2 separate regions of the Sus scrofa genome follow, and region 2 is linked to region 1. A link is a contact called in public Hi-C data. All regions are on one chromosome and are shown on one strand. The core of a region is the stretch at or near the end of the contact, and the rest is flanking DNA. Distances in the headings are between cores, read along the strand shown. Region 1 overlaps IL1R1 (interleukin-1 receptor type 1). Region 2 has its middle 24 kb from the start of IL1R1.

Region 1 (2,700 bases), core at 168-2,667:
CAAACTCTTCTATCCGTGAGAGAAGTTAAAATCAGGCTCAGATAAAGTGATAACAACTCTAAGGAAATCACTCTCTCTCGTCTCCTTTTAGGATGAATCACTAGTGGCATGTTCTTCAAATTCTCCAAATATATTAAAGAACATTTAAGATGCAATAAAATTCATCCAGAAATATCACTGGCTGAAGTGTGTTGTCCATTCATGCCCAAGCCTGGCTGACCTTTTGATGTTATTACGGTATATTGAAAAGAAAGGAGGTGGGGAGCAGTTACCCTATTTACTTAAGAGTCAAGGTGGCCAAAAATGAAGTAAATACCGTGTGAATCATCAAACCTCTTAATGGCCACGGAATCTTTTTATATTCAGAGTTTCGCTATTACCATTTGAGACATCAAAATTCTATGTGTGGGAAGCTCTTAAATTTCTCCCTCAGAAGACGGACTAGGGGGGAGGAAGCCTCAGAAGTTAGAGAAAAGGAGAGATGAATAAGGCAGCAACCAGGAAAAGTCTGAACTGTGTCCATGCAATAACATGCCCACCTTGTGGATGCAAAACTGACATGTATAACCTGCATATGCTTTTTTCCCCCCTCGTCAAACGAGGTGGTCAGACCAGAACACACTGTTCTTCTAAAGCAACCAGATTAGCTGGATACATGGTGCTGGGCAAGCCCCCACCTGTCCTACACGTCAGCCTTGGCAGGGAGAACCCCCGTGCAGGGCCCCCTACTGCTCTGGATGAAGCCCAGACACTTTGCTCTCAGCTCCAGACCCTCCTCACCTCCCTTCCTAGCTCAGAACTCCACTTTCCTGAGCTAGTGCCCCTCCCTGACGTGATGCTTTTTGGCTGAGGTCAAATCACAGCTCAGCCTCTTTGCCAGTTTCCCAATCGCTCCCTCTTTCCTTCTGCCCAGAATGTCAATCCTTCTCCCTCCTTCAGCTCAAGTCCTCCTCCTCCCCTTCCATCGAGACCCATCCCAATGCTGCACACTTCTGCCAGAGAGCATTCTAGGGTCCCACCCCATCCACCAGGGAACACAGGACTCCACCTCCTCTGAGCCCTCAGCTTCACTTCCCCATCCTCAGCGGCACCAGCACCACTCAGTCTGCAAGGATGACTTCCCTCCCTGATATTCATCAAATGACGAAAGGTAAGCTCTTTCCCTGACCAACCATAGCTTGAGCAGAGTAGACATTTAAATCTTTGCCAGAGATGAAAGAGGTTACATTTACTTCACTTACACCCATCATCCCTTAGAAAATTCATACCACACTGACAGGACAGAGAGCCTTTGATCGTGTCCAGGGGCAAGGATTTCTGGGAAATGGACCTAAACTCCCCCAGCAGAATGATTTGGCAATCACACAGGACAGCCCTGCACTAGCCAGCTTCTTGCTGACTTGGGTGATTTATGCAAATTATGGCTGTCTTCTTCCCCGGGTCAGTGGCTCTCAGCCCCCATTGTACCAGCCGCTCCTGGAGAGGTATTTTAAAAAATCCTTCTGCCCAGGTTGCAACCCAGATCAATGCTATCAGAACCTCTGGGGGAGAAGCCCAGGCACCTGTAGTTCTTAAGGCTCCCCGGGTGATTCGAACGTGCCATCAAGTTTGACAAACACTGACCTAGACCATAGAAGGTGATCACAGTCAACAGATGTTTGTTGTATTTGTGTGTAGCTAAGTGACACTTTTCTACACTGAGCTGACAGGGGCTGGGAAGAGGAAGAGTCCAGAGCCTTATTCACACACAGCCAGTTTCCCCAGAACAATAATTTATGATCCAGACATCAGTTCCAGACTAAAGGAAGTGCCTGTCTCTGCCACCACCACTCCTCCACCACCAGCCCCAGCATTTTTCATGCTCCTATGAACCTAGTTTTATACACTATGTCACATTATCTAAATTTCTTCAGCATTTCAACTGGGAGGAAAAAAATTTAGAACTCTGATCTTGTGGTGAAATAAATCTCAGAATTGGAGGGTGGTGAGAAATATCCAAGTGTGCTGAGTGATGTCAGGTGTAATTTCCCACATTATTACAATAGCAAAAATGTAACCTCCCCTTCTCCCTATGACTCAGCAGAGTAACCCGCTGTGTTAATCTAGAGAAATGCTTAAATCTGGAGGGAAATTTATTCAAAAGAGTTGGTCATGGCAAATATCACATGAGGTTTATTTTAAACCAAGTCACAGTATCACCCCCGACTAGAATCATATATTTTTCTCTTCAGGACAGAAATCTTGTGAATCTTTGCATATAGTTTTACAGATTATTCTTTTGTTTGTCTGGAGCTTAACTGAAATATAATTGACATACAATACTATGTAAGTTTAAAGTATACAATGTATTGATCTGATACATTTTCATACTGCCCAATATCACCACTATACTGTTAACTAAAAACCTCCACCCCATCACAGAATTACAACTTCTTTTTTGTGGTGAGAACATTTACAACCTACTCTCTTAGCAACTTTCAAGTGCATAACACAGTACATTAGCTACAATCACCATGCTGTACATTAGACCCCCAAACCTGCTATTCTTATAACTAGGAGTTTGTTCCCTTTGACCAACATCTCCCCATCTTCTCCACTCCTAGCCCCTAGCAACACTATTTTCTGTTTCTCCAAGTTCCATTTTGGGGATTCCTCATAGAAGGGATATCATACATTATTTATCTTCCTCTGTCAACCTTA
Region 2 (2,700 bases), core at 87-2,586, 81 kb after region 1:
TCCACTCAGAAAGAGAAGGTGAGCAGGGGGCTCCAGCAAGCCCAAACTGACTGCTGGCACAGCTCTCACCATGGAAGACCCAGGTGAAACCAAAATCTAGAGGAGTTTGTCAGGGTGATGGATGAGTGAGTAAGTGAGTGAATAAATGCGTAAATGAATGCCAGGTCTGGAAACAAAGGACAATTCACTGAAGGAAGGCTTTCAGCATGCTTTCTTTGTTTTCTATTATGTTTGCTTGGTCTAAAAATAAAAAGCACTTCATCTAGAAAAGGGCACTGGAAAACCCAAGAGCTTAAACCAGGGCTCCAGCCAAGCCCTCGTTACATCCACCTGCAGGGCTTTCAAGGTTTCCCATCAACCAGACCCCTGGCAGCGGGATCCATGCAGTGTGGATGGAGAGTGGGCACAAATCATCTCTCCAGATGGTCCAGTGAGTGGCCAAGACAAGAGCCCGCCTGGTACATACACGTGCCAAGCAGAACCACAGTTATGTGGGAGAAATGCTGCACCAGGCCCTGACCAATCAAACCCTGAGGAAACGCCTAGCACGTGGTCAGGAGGTCATTCTCACTGGTCCCAGGGCACAGGTGAGGCCATGATCTGCTGAGGGGGTTTCTGAAGCGGGGTCACAAGAGAGCTCTTCCCTTGGGCAAGGGGCAGAGGCCCAGAAAGTTCCACGCAAGAGGTCATGGTCTTTGGGATTCTGGCCCAGAACTGCCTGTGCCGATAACACACCCAAGACACCCACGAGACAGGGCCTGAAACACGACTCAGGGGAGAGGACACACAGACTGGGTGGGGAAGAAAGGCACCCAAACCAGCCTGGAGCCTGGGCGCTCTGCAGAGATGCCTGCATCCCTCAGGAAAGCATGAAGACCCAGATGCTAAGCTAAGATGCACGGGTGGGCAGCGTTTCCTAGATACTGTTAGAAGAGTGCTCTCACTCACACCTATCAGAGTATCTGGCCCAACAGAATTTACATGCACAGGACATGGATTCCAGATGAACCACAGGGGACTCAAACCTTGAGCAAGCCTCAGAACCACCTGGAGGAATTGTGAACCCGGACCCACCTGTTCCCCGTCAGTAGCTCAGTCATTTCCAGTGAGTTTCCAGGCCTACTGATGCTACCAGTCTGGAGTCTGCACTCTGAGAACCCGCAGCCTGTGCCTCCCTTCCCCCCACCCAACCCCCACCCCAGGCATCCTTGAGGCTCTGCTGACACTCAGGACCTGTTTCTGGGAGAAGTGTTTGCCTGGGAAATCTGCAGAGGCCAGGGAACAGCTTATTTTAAAATTCAGCCCAAGTGGGGTCAAGGCTGTGATGATCTTGTACTAACACCTGGGGCTTTTTTGAGTTACAGATCCAGAGAACAAACAGGGGTTGCCCAACAGGATAAACATGAGAAGAAGAAAGAAGAAAGTTCCCAGACGAGGGATCGAATCAGAGCTGTAGCCACCAGCCTACACCACAGCCACAGCAATGCCAGATCCAAGCCACATCTGTGACCTACACCACAGCTCAGGGCAATGCTGGATCCCTAACCCACTGATCAAGGCCAGGGATCAAGCCCACAACCTCATGGTTACTAGTCGGATTCTTTTCTGCTGAGCCATTACGGGAACTCCTGGTGAGGCGGATTAAAAGGTACAAACTTCCATTTATAAAATAAATGAGTCATGGGTATGACATGAACAGTGTGAAGAATACAGTCAATAGCGATGTACTATCTTTGTGTGCAGGCATAACATAATTAGACTTGTTCTGATCATTTTGAAATTATAGAAATACTGAATCAGCACGTTGTGTAACAGGAATCAACAATGTGCTATGGGTCAACTATACTTAAAAAACCAAACACACACATAGAAAAAAAAAAGAGATCAGATTTGTGGTTGTCAGGAGTGAGCGGTGGGGTGCAGGAGGAATTGGATGAAGGCAGTCAAAATGCATAAAATTCCAGGCATAAAATATATAAGTACATGATAAGCATAATTCACACTGCCTTATGTTATATACGAAAATGGTTGAGAGTAAATCCTAAAATCCTTATCACAAGGAAAAAATATATATTCTACTTTTTGACTTTTGTATCTATAGGAGACGGATGTTCATGCGTATGTTCAACTTATTGTGATGATCATTTTACCATGTACTGCGTAATCAAATCATTATTGCCATATACCTTAAATGTATACAGTGCTATATGTCAATTATATCTCAATAAAACTGGACAGTAAAATAAAATAACATATAAAGGTGAATTGGAAGTCCAAGGCCCACCAGGCCACCCCCTTCCCTACAGAAGAAAAGCCAGCCCAGACTACAGCCCTGGAAAATCAACCTCCTTGCTGAGCTGAGCAGGAAGGAATTGTGGAGGAGGAAACAAGCTCAGCATTTTTGAGGTTTGGTTTCTTTTTTTTTTTTTTGTCTTTTTTGTCTTTTGTTGTTGTTGTTGTTGCTATTTCTTGGGCCGCTCCCATGGCATATGGAGGTTCCCAGGCTAGGGGTCGAATCAGAGCTGTAGCCACCGGCCTACGCCAGAGCCACAGCAACGCGGGATCCGAGCCGCGTCTGCGACCTACACCACAGCTCACAGCAACGCCGGATCGTTAACCCACTGAGCAAGGGCAGGGACCGAACCCGCAACCTCATGGTTCCTAGTCGGATTCGTTAACCACTGCACCACGACGGGAACT

Evidence for each region. A called contact is a pair of places that touch in the nucleus more often than the background predicts.
Region 2: a contact with region 1 is called in a Hi-C map of liver, with 2.7 times the contacts expected there. The contact joins two enhancer-like sites. A contact is called at or near these places in 3 of 47 Hi-C or Micro-C datasets (epiblast stem cells and liver) and 1 of 2 datasets of contacts at active chromatin or transcription factors (skeletal muscle).

The regions. Positions count from the first base shown.
Region 1 is chr3:52,275,909-52,278,608 of Sscrofa11.1, forward strand. All of the region lies in intron 1 of IL1R1 (interleukin-1 receptor type 1), which reads right to left. Among named protein-coding and RNA genes, the nearest start is that of IL1R1, 57 kb to the right of the region's middle. Within about 2 kb of position 1,418, at least 7 of the 83 cell types and tissues checked have an H3K27ac peak or open chromatin away from gene starts, as enhancers often do. A contact at or near this core is called in liver, where this site is marked.
Region 2 is chr3:52,356,930-52,359,629 of Sscrofa11.1, forward strand. No RefSeq gene overlaps it. Among named protein-coding and RNA genes, the nearest start is that of IL1R1, 24 kb to the left of the region's middle. Within about 2 kb of position 1,337, at least 5 of the 83 cell types and tissues checked have an H3K27ac peak or open chromatin away from gene starts, as enhancers often do. A contact at or near this core is called in liver, where this site is marked.